Linked DNA regions of Mus musculus: region 2 is linked to region 1. The links are chromatin contacts, called in public HiChIP or PLAC-seq maps. All regions are on one chromosome and are shown on one strand. Each heading gives the region's core, a stretch centred on a gene start, on an enhancer-like site or on the middle of the called end of the contact. The rest is flanking DNA. Distances are from core to core; before and after follow the strand shown.

Region 1 (7,515 bases), core at 1,882-4,381:
CTTACTTCTACAAGTTTCCTTTATCATGTCTTGCCACAGCTGTAGAAAAGTAACTAATACGCAGGTCAGTGGGAGACTATGTCAAAATATGTGGGTGGCATCTGAGAAATGAAACTCGAGGTGTTATTCTAAACTCTACATGGACAGAGGATACACACACACACATATACACAAAGATATGTAGACACACACACAGAGACACACACACAGACATACACACACACACACACACACACACACACAGATATACACACACAGACACACACATGTAATACTATCAGCTCATTTGAAGCAGCCATGAACTAATACTAAATTACTCTGATATAAAAAAATATAAATCCCCCTCCCCATCTCATGGAGGTCTTGTTTGACAGATGTTCTGCTAAATGATCTTTCAGACCCAACTTCTCCAAACGTCTATCAGTTGAGCACCACCTCTTATATTTTTGCCATTCCTGATATTAATTATTACACTCTCAACTACTTCAGATCTCTCTTCGAGTTGCTTCATGTTCTCCAAAATGAAATCTTAAGGTATATTTATGCAACCTTTAAGAATGAGAGGGAAACATCATTTGTAATAAACATAATCAAATTATAGATGTAAATTAATATCTAAAACTCAAACAAGACAATCACCCAGATAGAATTACTCCACATACCAAGCTACACATATCATGTTGTAAAGCTTACTTGTATATAATCTAAAAAAAAAAAATGTAGACATGCAGAGATTTTCCAGATTTACTGTGCACATACCAGGAAGGTCTGGAAATCGATAACTAGGCTGAGAGACTTTTGAGATGGAATGTGTGATACTGGGAATAGACTAAACTGTGCCATACTCGCAAATCATTCCCAGGCTTGTGGGCCTCGTATCAGCAATGTTTATTTCTCAGTTGCACCAGGTATATTGTGGGCCAGATTACTCCCCAAGGAAATTGTCTTTATGCGGTATCAGAGTCAGGCCAACAGACACTCTATTCATGTACAGATGTCCTGTCCTAACCCTGTGACCTCTTCAGGTGATAAGGAAAGCCAGAATTACACATGAGCTTTTGGTTATCACAGCCACTTAGAAACACAGCTTTCCATTCCAGCCCACTGGCAGAATGAATTACACAGCCTCACTAAGCTGCTAGAGAGGCGGGAAAGTGGGATCCTTTCTCACGGACACAGATGTGCGCTAGATGGTCCTATTAGGAAGGGGTTGGGAGGATTAGGACAGAGGCAAACATTCTCTAGGGAGAAAGGCAGCTGATGGAAATATAGAAAGTAGCAACACAGGCAGACCTGGCAAGGATCACCTCTGCAGCACAAGGCATTCCCGAAATCCAAAATGAGCACTAGGATGCTGTAGTGACTTTCAGATAAGGATAAATAAGCACCAAGCTTGTAGTTGCAGTTCTTGTCTGCTTATAGCAGAGTTCGGGGTGCCAAACATCTACTGGACTCTTATACAGTGCAAGGAACATGCCAGGCTTGAGGTATAGCCACTCTTTAAAAAATGAGAATACAAAAGCACGTCAAATATGGAAAAATAGTATCTGAAAATACAGAAACATGCCAGTTTTCATAGCTGTCTGTGCTTAACAGCTTAAACACAGGAGAGAGGGAGAGGGAAAGAGATTTCCTTCCCAAACATAGCCGCACAGCTCTGCGCCAGGTCCCTCTTACCCAGCTGGAGGCTACAGCCAGACTGAGCCAGCAGCAGGTTCTCCATCTATGTCCAGGCTCCAGGCTGCCTGGGAGCTTTAGGAGAACAAGGTGACCGATCCCCACAATTGCCATAGCCTCGAGGTACAGGCGCCGAGATTGTATGACTCGATACTAAGTCCAGCCTATTAGAAAGGGCTCTACAACTCACTGATTCTCTTGACTTTGGTCACGGTTCCACGATATAAAACATCTTAGACCCCATTTAACAGAGGTAAAAATGAGCCAACCTTCCTTCGAGTTGGCACGGGACCTAGAACCAGCATCTGAACTCTGAGCGTCCCATTCACTACCCAGGATCTTTTGTGAGACTGACCAAGAAGGAAGTACTCAGGTACCCTGGCTCTTTGAAAGTCATAATAAAGGGAAGTACACAACAACAGAAAAGAAGTGTTTAAGATATAAAGAGAAAGAGGGCCAGGAATATGACTCAGGATAGAACATTTACCTAGGAGCTGTGAAGCCAGAATTTCAATTCTTAGCACACTGAAAACAAAAAGCCATCTTTCAGGTTGGAGAGACAGCTGGGTGGGGTGAAATATTTATATGCAACCGTGATGACCTGAGTTCAAATCACTAACACCTGTGTAAAATCAAGGCTTGAAGGAACACAAGCACAGTGCTGAGGTGACAGAAAGAGGCAGAGCCCAGGGTCTCAGTGGCTCCCAGCCTCACTGAAATACAGAGCTTCAGTCAGGTTCAATTAGAGATCTCATCTCTAAATCAACACAGAAAGCCAGCAAGGAGTACATCTGATCATGACCCCCTGTCTTTACCTGCCCATGCACACGTATGGTGTGTGGACCTGCACACACACACACACACACACACACACACACACGAGAGAGAGAGAGAGAGAGAGAGAGAGAGAGAGAGAGAGAGAGAGAGAGAGATGCAACTTCATGATTGCTATTATGCAAAGTATGCATAGTAGCTATTTTCAAGTTTTCCCTGTGATACTGAACGAGCAGTGTGGGGTGGTGGTGGTGGTGGTGGTGGTGGTGGCTAGGACCTTTCTAAATGTGAGCGCTGCAGCCTCCTCAATCTCTTCAAAGCCCCATTCCTCTCACTGCCCCCAGCCCCACCCCTCAGCTCCAAGAGTATTCAGAACTCTGGTATGCCCGAGCCACATGCTGATAGATCAAAAGTTGAACTCAGCCAACCATGAAGAGGAAAGTTCACACTTCACCTCACCAATTTGTGCGTCCTGGCAAGGTTTGAGGGAACCAGCAGAGGGAAGCCCCACCTGAAGCAAACGACCATTTGAAAATCTAAGACCAAAGCTAGAAACAGTAGGAGCTGTGAGAAGAAGTATGGATGCTTTTCACTCTCAATAGGGAAACTGAAGATAGAGGGAAGCCAGAATTGTGCCCGGTATGTAGACCTCTGTGGTGTTCATAAACAAACACCCCGAAACCACAACTGCTGCTTTCAGAATGACTCCAGGGACTTGAGGACCGGAATTACTCCACAGTGGTGCACAGAGCTAGAGGATTTGAGAAGAGAAAGTGCTAGTGTGACAGGAACAAAAGCCAGTCAAGTAAAGAGGCGACATGGTCACCATGGGAGGGAGGAGAGACAGAACAGAGTGCCTGGCTGCTCTGATGGTTCAGGTTGTCCACAAAACATAACGTAGAATCACCTGAGAACAGAGTCTCGACAAGGGACTGGCTAGATCCCGTTAGCCTTCCAGGATGCCGGTGAGGAATAATCTTAATCGGGAATAACTAAGGTAGGAGGACCTGCCCACCGAGGGTGGCGTTATTCCCCAGGCAGGAAATCCTGAAGTCTAAGGGTGACAAAAGCGAGCTGAGAATCACTTCTATTCCTGCCCACGTTCCTGCTGCCTGCAACTTCAGCCTCCTAGCTATGATGGACCCTAACCTGGAGTCATGAGCCACAAGACATCTTTTCTACCCTTAAGCTGTGTTTGTTGGGATATTTTGTCAAAACAACAGAAAAGAAATGAAGACTGTGGCTAAAAGCTTAAGAGTGATAATCCAAGGACACATAAGGAGATTTGGGTTCTGTCCAACCATTCCTGAGACAACTGGGAAATTTGAATACTGAATCTGCAATGGGTTCTTGTTCAAGTTTCTAGTACTATCATGGCATTATGGCTCTGTTTTCTAAAAAGAATCCTTATAGTATTAAACTATTTACAGGAAAGTCTATATGATGTCTGGAATTTGCTTTGTGAGATACCAAAATGGGGGAGGGGAACCTAATGAGTCTAAAAGAGAAATCTTGGACCACAAGTTGGGAACAACTGAAGCACTGAGAGTAGACACTTGAAGGATCATTCTAGAATTCTATCTACTTTGGGTTATTTTCAATACTAGAAACTAAGTTTAAAAATAAAAGTCTGAAGTGTTTGGGGTGTAACTATAGTTTCTGCCACATTCACATCCTTTCCTTTTCTCGGCTTCTAGAAACAGTGCTGTTCCACATCCCTTACTCAGGGAACCACCCCAGTTCATTTGGTTTTCTTGGGTGACACCAGAGTTTCCATCCAATGAGCCATGTGATCTAACCACAGCCACCATAGTCCTTCTGTGGGATTTCATGTGGGAGCCCTACAAAAGAGAAGTTCTCTGGGATGCCTCAATAAGATGGCTGGGATCTGGAGACACCCAGAGCTGGGGGACTGAGGAAAAAGGTAGGGTGGGGACAGGAGAAGGCTTACAATGAGGTGATAATAATGTCCAACTGAGTTCCTGAATCCCTTGTCCAGCTTTACCCTGTCCTATGAAAGGAGACCACTAAGTTCCCTCTTAAGTACTTTTTTTTTCCAAGACAGAAGCTCATGTAGCTGAAGCTAGCCTTGAACTCCTGATCCTCCTGCCCCACTCCCTGTGTGTGGGATTGTGGGTGTATACTAACCCCAACAGAATTGCAGACTCAACAACTTTAAGGATGAGCTGAGAAGAACATCCTGGATTATCCACATGGTCTCAAGAAATTAGGAGGCTCCTTTTGAGAGGAAGGTAAGGCCAGAGTCAGAGAGAGGAAAGTGGTCACAAGGCAGAGATAGTCTGCCACACTTTGAATATGGAAGAAGCAGCCTGGGGCAGTTAAACTTTGACTGTCAACTTGATGTGATCTACAGTCACCTAGGAAGGCAGCCCATAGGCACACCTCTGAAAGATGATCTGCACGAGGCTAACCTTCAGGCTTGCCAGAGAGGGATTATCTTAGTTGGGTAACCTGAAGTGGGACAAGACACCTTAACTGTGGGTGGCAGTGCCATTCTGTGGCCGGAATCCTGGGTTGAATCCAAAGGATTACAAGAGCACAGGGGCACATCACGCACTGCTTTTTTTTTTTTACTGCAGGTACAGTTTAACCAGCTGCCTCCAGCTCCTGCCACCATGCCTTCTCAGTAATGATGGCCTGTTCTCTGGAGCCCCGAGCCAAAGCAGGCTCTCCCTTAAGTTGCCTCTGGTAAGGTTTGTTTTTTTTTTTTTTTTTTTTTTTTGTAGCTAATATTGGAGCAAGACTGAGGAATGTGATGGCCTTGACAGGTGAAAAGGAGCAAGGAAAAGCTCGCTGGACCTTCTGAAAGGAATGTAGGCCTGTTCAACCCTGATTCCAGAGTGTTGGATCTCTGTCACAGGAAGACGGGGAGTCACTGTTGTTGAGTGATATGCTACGGTGGCCTTGGAGAACACACATACACACCTTGTATGTACTCAGCATCTCCTCCTGATAGACATCAGGGGGAGTTTAGTAGGAACCGCCAAGATTCACACCAAACCCACCGCACTTAAAGCCTTCACCGGCCAGTAACTAACTGTATCCTTCCATAACTTCAGGCCAGTGCCTGGCGATCACGTTATCTCACGTCTGGGTCCATTTCCCAACATGGTCATCGCTACCACGGGTCCTGAGCCTGGAGCATAAGAATGGCCTCAGCATCCTCCTTCCTCTGCCCCACCCACACCTGTCTACTTCCAGCGTAGCGGGCAAGCAAACCCTTCACAGTCCTGACTAGAGCCTTCTAGATCTTCAGACCATGTAATCTGAAGTGGCAAAGCGCAGGCCCTCCTCTACCACGCCTCTCTCAGATCACCCTGCAGCAACCACACTGGCCAAGCTTAGCAGGCCCCGTGTCTGGGTCTCTCTGTTGCTGCTTTTCTTGGAATGTTCTGTCTCTGCTGGCTGCCTGTTCTCAGTCTCTGTTCACTACCCTGGTTTCATAGCAGAGACCCTAAATATCCAGGTACAACCCTACCTCAGGCACCTTCCTCGGCTCTGCCTCGGAGCACTCTCAAGCTTCGTTCCATTGTCCTACTTCTGGCTGTTTCTTGAACACTCACAACTTCCTAGTAGATTACATGTACTTAAACAATGATGATTAGTCTATATTTGCTGTCTTCCTCCTGGACTGAGCGGGGCACAGGGAACCTGGTCTCAGTTTGGCTTTTGATCTCTCCTGACAAACCCAGAACAACGCCCACCCTGTAATAGGTGCTCATTAAACACGAGTAGAGTGGGTGAATGAATATATGAACGTTGACCTCCGGTCTGTTCTAAGCACTGGCAACCAGAAAATGCCTCATGTATATCTATCTATTGAGCTGAGCTGTCGTTTTAGCTTAGAGGACTCTGCCAATATGGATTGATGCTTTATACTGCAGCTCTTTGTATAAATGGGAGCATCCCTATGTGATCGTGTCTCCTGTGCCTGGCTTTAAAAAATCAAAGCCCATCGATACGACTCCATTATACCTCCCACACAGGAGGGCTTTGTTGGGCTAGCTAGGCAGCTGTTATTTTTAGGGCCCGTTATTGTCTGTAACTTTGCCACTTAGATTCTGCCAAAGCCCCTACTTCTGATCAGCAGCCCTTCCGAGAATCCTGTCTGACAGGACCTGGCACTGGCCCATGGGTGAACCCCAAAACGTCCAAGCACAGCAGGGGGGTCTCATTGGCAGCAGGGCATCCCCATGCACTGCCTTGTAAGCCCCACAATCACCCCTTGCTTTCTATCTGCTTTGTTTAGAGGAATTTTAAATACAGACTTGTGTGGCTCACAACTATCATCACCGCACTCGGGAGGCTGAAGCAAGAGGATTGCTGCAAGTTTGAGGCCATCCTTGGTAACATAGTGAGTAACGAGTCAGCCTGATATACAGAGTGTGGCTTTGCCTCAAACAAAAAACAAAGTAAACTTAAAAAATCGAGAATTCCCTCATCTCATGAGGTCCCATAAACTTACACAAGATTTTTTTAAAAGTACTATCAGAGGGCTCTATAGTTGGAGAATAAAAATATATAAAACCAGTAATCATATTAGAACTACTCATTTACCTCAAGTATTATCTATGTGAGCGTATGAGGCCATCGAGTTAATATATAGACTAAAAACTAAAATTAACTAATTTCAGTAAGCTGAGTTTGAGTTTTCCTGGCTTAACAGAAATGAAATTTCATGAACAAAACAAATATAATTTAATGTTTGGAAAAAAAATGTTGATAATGGATTTGCACCAGAGAACATGATTTTGACTTTGATGAAATTTTACCAATTTTTAAAATACAAGAAGAAGAAGGAGAAGAAAGAGAGAGAGAGAGAGAGAGAGAGAGAGAGAAAGGAGGGAGGGAGGGAGGGGAGAGAGAGAGAGAGAGAGAGAGAGGAAGAGAGGAAGAGAGGAAGGAAGAAAGGAAGGAAGGAAGGAAGGAAGGAAGGAAGGAAGGAAGGAAGGAAGGAAGGAAGGAAGGGAAAGAAAGACAGAGAGACAGGCCATCAAGGTGGCCCAGACACTTAACGCCAAGGCTGCTGACCTGAGTCAGATC
Region 2 (7,515 bases), core at 2,480-4,979, 770 kb after region 1:
TGATGTGGTGTGGTGTGGTGGTGGTGTGTGTGTGTGTGTGTGTGTGTGTGTGTGTGTGTGCTTGTTAAGAAAACTTAACATGAACTCCAGTCTTCTAATTGCCTTGAGCTTATAGTTCTGTATCATATGCTGTGGTAGCTTGTTCAGCTATACATACCTAGTCCTTTAAGCATTGACCAATAGCTTCTCATATCCCTCCTTCCCCCAACTCTGGAAATCACTACACAAATCTTCGCATGTATGAGTTTGGTTGTGTTTGATACCTCATACATGTAGAAATATGCAGGTTTTGCCCTCTTTGACTGCCTTATTTAATTTAGTATGATAACCTCCAGCTTCACCCATGTTGTGATTTATGAAGGATTTTCTTCTTTTTAAAGCTTTAATGGTATTTCATGCCATGTATATACTGCATTGCCTTCTGTCTGATCCCTGATGGACATTTAAGTTGATCCTGTGTCTTGGACATTGTGAATAATTCTGAAAATGACAAATCTGTAAATCTGGTGGACAAAAAATCAGATGTGAAATTAATAGCTCGCATGGCAGTGCTATTTTAAGTTTCCTTGAAGAATATTTGAGAAGAATTCTAAGAACATACCATGAGTTTTGGGCATGCAGACACACATCTGCAATCCTCGGCCTTGAGAAGTAGAGGCAGGAGGTTCAGGAGTTCAAGACTACCCTCAGCTGCAATGTGATTCTGAGGCCAGCCTTGGCTACATGAGGTCCTTTCTTACAAAAAAGGGAATATGCAAAAATGAGGAAACATGGTGCTGAAAAAGTATATAGCAACATGCAAAAGGGTGGATAAAGACCCCTTCTTTATCTTATAATGTTTGCAGAGAGAGAGAGAGGCAGAGACAGACAGAGAGACAGAGACAGAGAGAGGCCTTTAAGAAGAAATGTGATCTAGATTAAGATCTGAAGAAGAAATGAAATTTATAGGTGTTAAATTCAACCCATTGCCTCAGTCTACTGAGAAATGCTTACATGTCAGTCTGACGTGTGTACGCTTTCATTTCATTTCTCTTTCTGAATTACAGAAATAATCATCTGAGTTGTAGACAAATGTCACCATTTATGTGCACAACATGGCCAGGGACCAGTTTTGATTGTACTCCAGATCCTCTCATGAACATTTCCAGATCCCTCTGGTGCCTTCCTTTAGTACACCCTTTTATTTTGATATTTTACTTTAGGTGTCTGTGCTTTTTGTATGTGCATTAACATGGGTGCATGTGTGTTACCACTCTATGTGCACACATGTGATGGCCAAGTGTCAACCTCTGTTGTCTTCCTCAGATGCTTTCAACCTTTGTTTCATCTACTAATTAAAATTATTCATTGACAATTTTACACACACACACACACACACACACACACACACACACACACACACTGCATCCTGAGTACTCTCATTCTCCTCTGTAACCTGTCTCTGTGACCTTCTCTGTCCCCACAGAAGTTGGTACCAGGATTGGTTCTAGAGGAACAGAAGTATAAGAATGAATCTTTTAAAAATACTGGGGCTATTGATGCTGGTTAGCTGGAGCTAAGAAATTAGCGGTGATTAAGAAGAGACCACCATCATTGAGGTGACATCTTCTGGGAAGTGTTTTCTGAGAGCACAGAGGCTGTGTTCCAGAGATAGCCAAGGTTGTACCTTGTGCTGTGGCTCAACTTGGAAATGTGTAAGAGTTACCCAGGTGGTACTGGTTTTGAAGGCATGAAGGGGTCACGCTGAGGCTCGGCACTGTGAGAGGCCATGGAAGGCCATTGGTGAAGGTGCAGCCTCAGTTGCAATCGATGGCCCAGGACTGAGGGGGTCATGCAAAGGAGCTGAGACTTGACACCATGAAGAGAGCCTATGAGAGGCTATTGTTGAGGCCAAGTTACAGTGGAAGACAGCAGTGGTTTGGAGATGCCAGTACCATGAGATGACCACTAAGAACAGAAGCAGCAGTGGAGTACAGCTGGAGCCTAGAAGACAAGGTGTGTGCTACAAAGGGCATGGCTGGAGAAGTGACCCAAGCCCTTGGAGGAGCCCAGAAGATTGTGAGTTTGATCCCAGACATTGGACAGTTGGAGTTTAATTATTGCTTTTGATTGTGACTGTGCCCTGATATTTTTCCCTCTTGAAGGAAGAAAATATTTTAGTGGATCCCACAGGTAAGATACTTTTAATTGTAAAAAGACCTTGGATTTTAAAAGATATTGGATATTTTTAAAGGATTGAATTTTTAATATGTAAAGACTGTGGGACTTTTAAAGTTATTCAAGATCTTGGAGATGAATAAGAACTAAGGGTTGAGGCTTACTAGTGATGTGTTTGTTTGTCAAGTTGACAAGGGATCAATTATACTGGCTGGTTTTATGCGTCAACTTGACACAGCTGGAGTTATCACAGAGAAAGGAGCTTCAGTTGGGGAAGTGCCTACATGAGATCCAACTGTGGGGTATTTTCTCAATTAGTGATCAAGGGGGAAAGGTCCCTTGTGGGTGGGACCATCTTTGGGCTGGTACTCTTGGTTCTATAAGAGAGCAGGCTGAGCAAGCCAGGGGAAGCAAGCCAGTAAAGAACATCCCTCCATGGCCTCTGCATCAGCTCCTGCTTCCTGACCTGCTTGAGTTCCAGTCCTGACTTCCTTTGGTGATGAACAGCAGTATGGAAGTGTAAGCTGAATAAACCCTTTCCTCCCCAACTTGCTTCTTGGTCATGATGTTTTGTCCAGGAATAGAAACCCTGACTAAGACACCCTCCTTTGGTCTCTCACTTTCACGAGGATCCTGTTATTTACTAAGCTGACCTAGGGAGCAGTAGGGACCTTCTCAACACTGTGTTTACAAGTGTGTGCTATACCCTGCTTTTTTTTCCCTGGATTCTGGGGATGCAACTCAGATCCTCACGCCTGAGGAGCAGGACTTTGCTGACCAAGCAATCTCCCCAGCCCCTCAATGAACTTTCCTTTCTGACTCTGTTTAAAGTGGATAAACAGTATGGTTAATGTTGAATCCACTTACCACCTTGCTTTAAGATTCCTTGCTCATGCACCTCATTATATATGCTTATATCCAAAAAGGCTTGATCTTGGCTGAATGTGGGCACACTTCCCAAAGCCTCCTGATGCTTTCGGGTAAGTGGGCTGTCAATCAGAAGCTCTGGCTGAGGATGCAAATGCCTGCCCTTTCCAGCTTCATGGCTCTTTGGGTGGTGTCCTTAGGAAGCGCTCTCAGCTGGATGAGAAGCGAGTTAGACTCTGTCATACTCCACCTCATAGAACCCACTCTCCAGCTCTGCTATTTTTGCTTCTCCTCTTACACTGCTGTTTGCTCTTTAAAATAAGTGTCTGCTCATTATTCCTTCAAGCCCCACTTGACAATATCCAAAGGGACCAATTCAGCTACCAAACATGCACTACAAACATAAACAAGCGAGAGGCCGAATGAATGTTTCATTTTTCAACCTATTTTGACATGTTGGAGATGCATATTGATCTTTCCTTGCTTTCTCCGATCTTCAGCAACTACCCGGATGGAAGGAAGACAAAGAAACAGTTTTTTTTTTTTTTTTCTTTTAGTCCTCAGACTAATTGCTCTCCCTCAGTTTTTGCTTCATTGTATCATACATCTGCGGCTTCTGGGACAGATTGCAAGCTCCCAGAAGGGAGGGGGAGTAGTTTGTTATGAAACAGGAAGTGAGAGTCGGAGTAGCATGTGTCAAGCAAGGCCTGTGGTTTCTATTTAAGTGACAGAATCAGCTCTGGAGATGAAGTAGAGAGAGGAGACAGTCTTTCCTAAGTGCAAAGTCACGGCTTTTCTGAATTATATGACTGATACATTTTTGTGGAACAACATTTTTTTTTAAATTACTTCCAAACTTCATTTGAAGCTCACATTGCCAAGAAAGCCAGACTACCCTTCCCTCATAACTCCATGACATCACCCAGTTAAATCACTTTTCAGGGAACATCTCTGTTTTGCTCCTGCTATTAAGTATTATCTAATGTTCTTCCCCGAATCCACTGGAAAATTAGACTCTTTTTGTTAAGGTTTAAGTTGTAATGTTATTACTGATGTGTAGCCATGGATGGCCTGTTTTGAGAAAAAAATTAATTTTAATTTTAGCAGTAGCGTGTTATGGCTTGTGTGTGTGTGTGTGTGTGTGTGTGTGTGTGTGTGTGTGCAAAGAAGACTTTTTTTTTCTGTCTGGCAGTGAGTCACAGTTTTAGTACTTTGAAAGGCTTGCCACAGGCTTCTTTCTCACGTGTGAGCATCACTTTGAAATAACAGTGAGCCGAGCCGGCTGATGCAATTTTGAAGTTAGCTCCTCTGCAGAGAGCACAGGGAGAAGAAACAGGGAAGGCATTTGGCTAGAGGTCTCGGACAAGGTGAGAGTCCGCTGCAGCCTCCCTGTCAACCTGGATGACACAAAGACAGTGTTTGTTCCTGATCCCAGTCAGGAGAGAGACCCTCAGCAGGGGCCATAGCAGACAGCCAACTTTTTCTATGTTACAGTGTTAAAAATATACTTTGATGTCATTCTTGGAGCTTTCAAATACAGAGGAATCGCTGAACATTTGTGCACTTCTCAAAGCAAGTTATGGATAAATTAATAACAATTTTCAGGTTAAAATATAGGACAAAGTGCTATATTTTATTTTCATCTAAACAGAGACTGAGTTCTTCTTGTCTGTTACTGAATACTTTACCCAGATGCAGGGAAGATGACTTCGGCTCATCAAAAATATATGACTCGTTGAATTATCAAAATGCAGTACTTATTGAGTCTCTACTATTTAATAAGTGCTCTCTTAAAATGATATACTGAAACACTATTTAAAATTCTCTACATTCATTTACTCACATGCTTGTCCCTTCACTGTGGAATAAACAACATTACTCCATGGACTTAGGAGATGGGCTAGAGAGATGGCTCAGTGGTTAAAGGCACTGACTGCTCTTCTAGAGGTCTTGAGTTCAATTCCCGGCAACCACATGGTGGCTCACAACCATCTGTAATGGGATCCGATATCCTCTTCTGGCATGCATGAAGGGAGCTACAGTGTACTCATAAAAATAAAATAAATAAATAATTCTTTAAAAGCCCATAAATATAGGCTCATTCTCTATCTCTCTGAAGTCCAGTAGTCCGGTCTGGAAAGGCATAAGAAAAATTAGGCTCACTGTAAATACTATTCTACTGGGTGGGAACGGAAGGAATAGGTGGTCTCATGAGAGGGCCCCTTTCACTCTTTATAGGCAGAGGAGGTAGAGGACCAGGAAGTATTCTAAGAGTTAAGAAATGTTAAGGCAAGAATAGCCCACAGAGCATAGCAGTGGTCATTATGACACCGCTCTGATTGTCGGCTGTCCCACCAAGCACTGATGCTGTCCTACAGTGTCCCACAGAACACTGTAGATGGGGAGGTGGCCTGAGAGGGCAGAAATCATCCAATGAGCCTCCACCGAGGGGCCTCTGCAGAGTGTGCATGCTGGTTCCTGATTTAATAGGGTTCCCTTTGTGCTGCATCTCAACAAGATTCTACATAGCATGTGCTAAAACGACAATTTCCTTTTCAGAGCTAAAAAGGAACCCTTTGGGCTAGATTATGTAGAGCTATATGTACCTTAGACAGATGATGCCTATCGCCTGCATTAAACTCTCATCATAATAAAAGTAATGGAGATGGTAAGGATAATGAATGACATCACACATTTTCAAGGAAAGGGCATGGAGACCCATTGAAGAAAATTATAGGATGTCTTTCGATGTTTTAAAAAGAAACACGCAGTAGCTTCTACCATTTCACAGAAATGGGTGTATTTTGCCTGATCATATTCAATAAGGCATCGCAGAGGGAATATATAAATGCATACATATGTTTCAGAAAGACAATTTGAAGATGGCTAATGCGCCGAAAGAGTCTAGGGATGTGGTAACAGTATAATGAAACAGATGCTGCAATGCTCACAAACACCGCATCTGCGCTGCAGGTACTGAACAGATGAGGTGAATTAAAATCATCTGTTTCTACTATTCCTCTCAACCCACTTACATAATCCTGGGCCAACTCCTAAAGGGGAGGATTTGCTGAACTTCCTCTTCCTTAGTTCTTGGTAAAGAGTGAATCACGGAGTGCTTACCGCTAAGGAAGACAAATCTCTCCACAACCCAGAGTATGGTGTGATATACATGCAACAAGGGAGAGTGACAGTGCACCAAGAAATCTCTGTGAACCAAGTTCGTGGTTTTGCTTCTAGCTGCTATCTTTCTGGGATCATTGGCCGCTGAGGCTCAGGATGTACCCCTGGGGTAATGGTTTCCACACAGTGGGGATAATTCTCAAGACAGCACTCAGTTCAGATGTCCTTTTCTCTCCAACAGTCAGGGTGGTCTCGGAAAGCCTTTCCATAGCTGTGTGGAGAGGAAAAGAAGGTATTTTGTAACAGGCAAGTGGCAGTGATTCCACATTGGAGAGTGGGCCCTGGAGACAAGCCAGGCTCTCCACAGTCTTGCGTTTGCCTGAGTCTGTGCATTCGCAAGTAGAACTCGAAATAGCACGAGTTATATAAAGACGGCTGATGAAGACGCTGAACTTTAATGTGTGATGCTGTGAAATCATAGATGACACTAGCAAATTCTCCAAATCAGTCTTTAAAGAACGTCACTTGTACACTGGTCCAGAGTACTGCAAAGGTCCTGTCCTGTTCTGGGAAGAGAAAGAGCAGCATCATGAGGGAACTATCTGCCCAGCTGGGTCTGACCATGGCTTTCCTCAGTTCCTCGGTGAGGAAAGAGCTGAAGTTAGACAGCAGGCTATCATCTAGTTCTACCTGCAGCCTAATTGTCATTAGTTATTGTGACTCTGGACTGTTTCAGGTGAGCAAGATGTTCCACCGCATCGGTCTAGTGGTACTCAAGGGTCGGTTTTGTGTGCCTATGTGTTTGCGTAGATATGTGTACACATATTTTCCTTTAACAATATAATAAAAGTAATCCCATCTGGATCTGCCACAGTGAGATATGTGCACTAGATATGCGCTACTGATATAGCAACACCAAACAGCACTCCCCAAACACAACCCCAACAGGGAAAATTCCTCTCTGGGAGTGCCAGAAGAGCACCCGCAAGTCTGTGCTTGTTAAAGCGATTCGTGGAATGTTTGAGAGCTGAACACCAGGCCTAAGGCCTTTTTTTTTTTTAATATGCAAGGATGCTGAGGCCAGCACAAAAGGCTATCCCTGGGACTAGAACCCCTGATCTCAAGAGCATCCTTCGAGTTCTCACTGAGAACACAGGGAACTGATGCAGCCTTCCAGTAGAAGAGATTGTGCGATGTAATCATGTTACCTGCCCCACAAAGAATTGTATTTCCCAACCTGAAAAATGCACCCTGGATTCACGCATGTGTGACAATGAAGCCAGAGCTCTTATGAAGAGCCTTTCTTGTTCCTTTATTTCTCACTGGTTATGGGAGAATGGCAGAGCCATCACTCACTATGTTCCCCAG

What was found. HiChIP or PLAC-seq counts read pairs in DNA pulled down with a chosen protein or histone mark.
Region 2: a contact with region 1 is called in an H3K4me3 HiChIP or PLAC-seq map of the 230-238 cell line, with 10 read pairs. The contact joins two enhancer-like sites. A contact is called at or near these places in 19 of 484 Hi-C or Micro-C datasets (the C2C12 cell line, the HL-1 cell line, the N1E-115 cell line and 11 more) and 4 of 115 datasets of contacts at active chromatin or transcription factors (the 230-238 cell line, astrocytes and large pre-B cells).

What each region holds. Positions count from the first base shown.
Region 1 is chr10:13,435,465-13,442,979 of GRCm38.p6, forward strand. The region is part of intron 1 of Phactr2 (phosphatase and actin regulator 2); the gene reads right to left. Among named protein-coding and RNA genes, the nearest start is that of Phactr2, 35 kb to the right of the region's middle. Within about 2 kb of position 3,132, at least 69 of the 459 cell types and tissues checked have an H3K27ac peak or open chromatin away from gene starts, as enhancers often do. A contact at or near this core is called in the 230-238 cell line and uterus, where this site is marked.
Region 2 is chr10:14,204,117-14,211,631 of GRCm38.p6, forward strand. No RefSeq gene overlaps it. Among named protein-coding and RNA genes, the nearest start is that of Gm51759, 81 kb to the left of the region's middle. Within about 2 kb of position 3,730, at least 130 of the 459 cell types and tissues checked have an H3K27ac peak or open chromatin away from gene starts, as enhancers often do. A contact at or near this core is called in the 230-238 cell line and uterus, where this site is marked.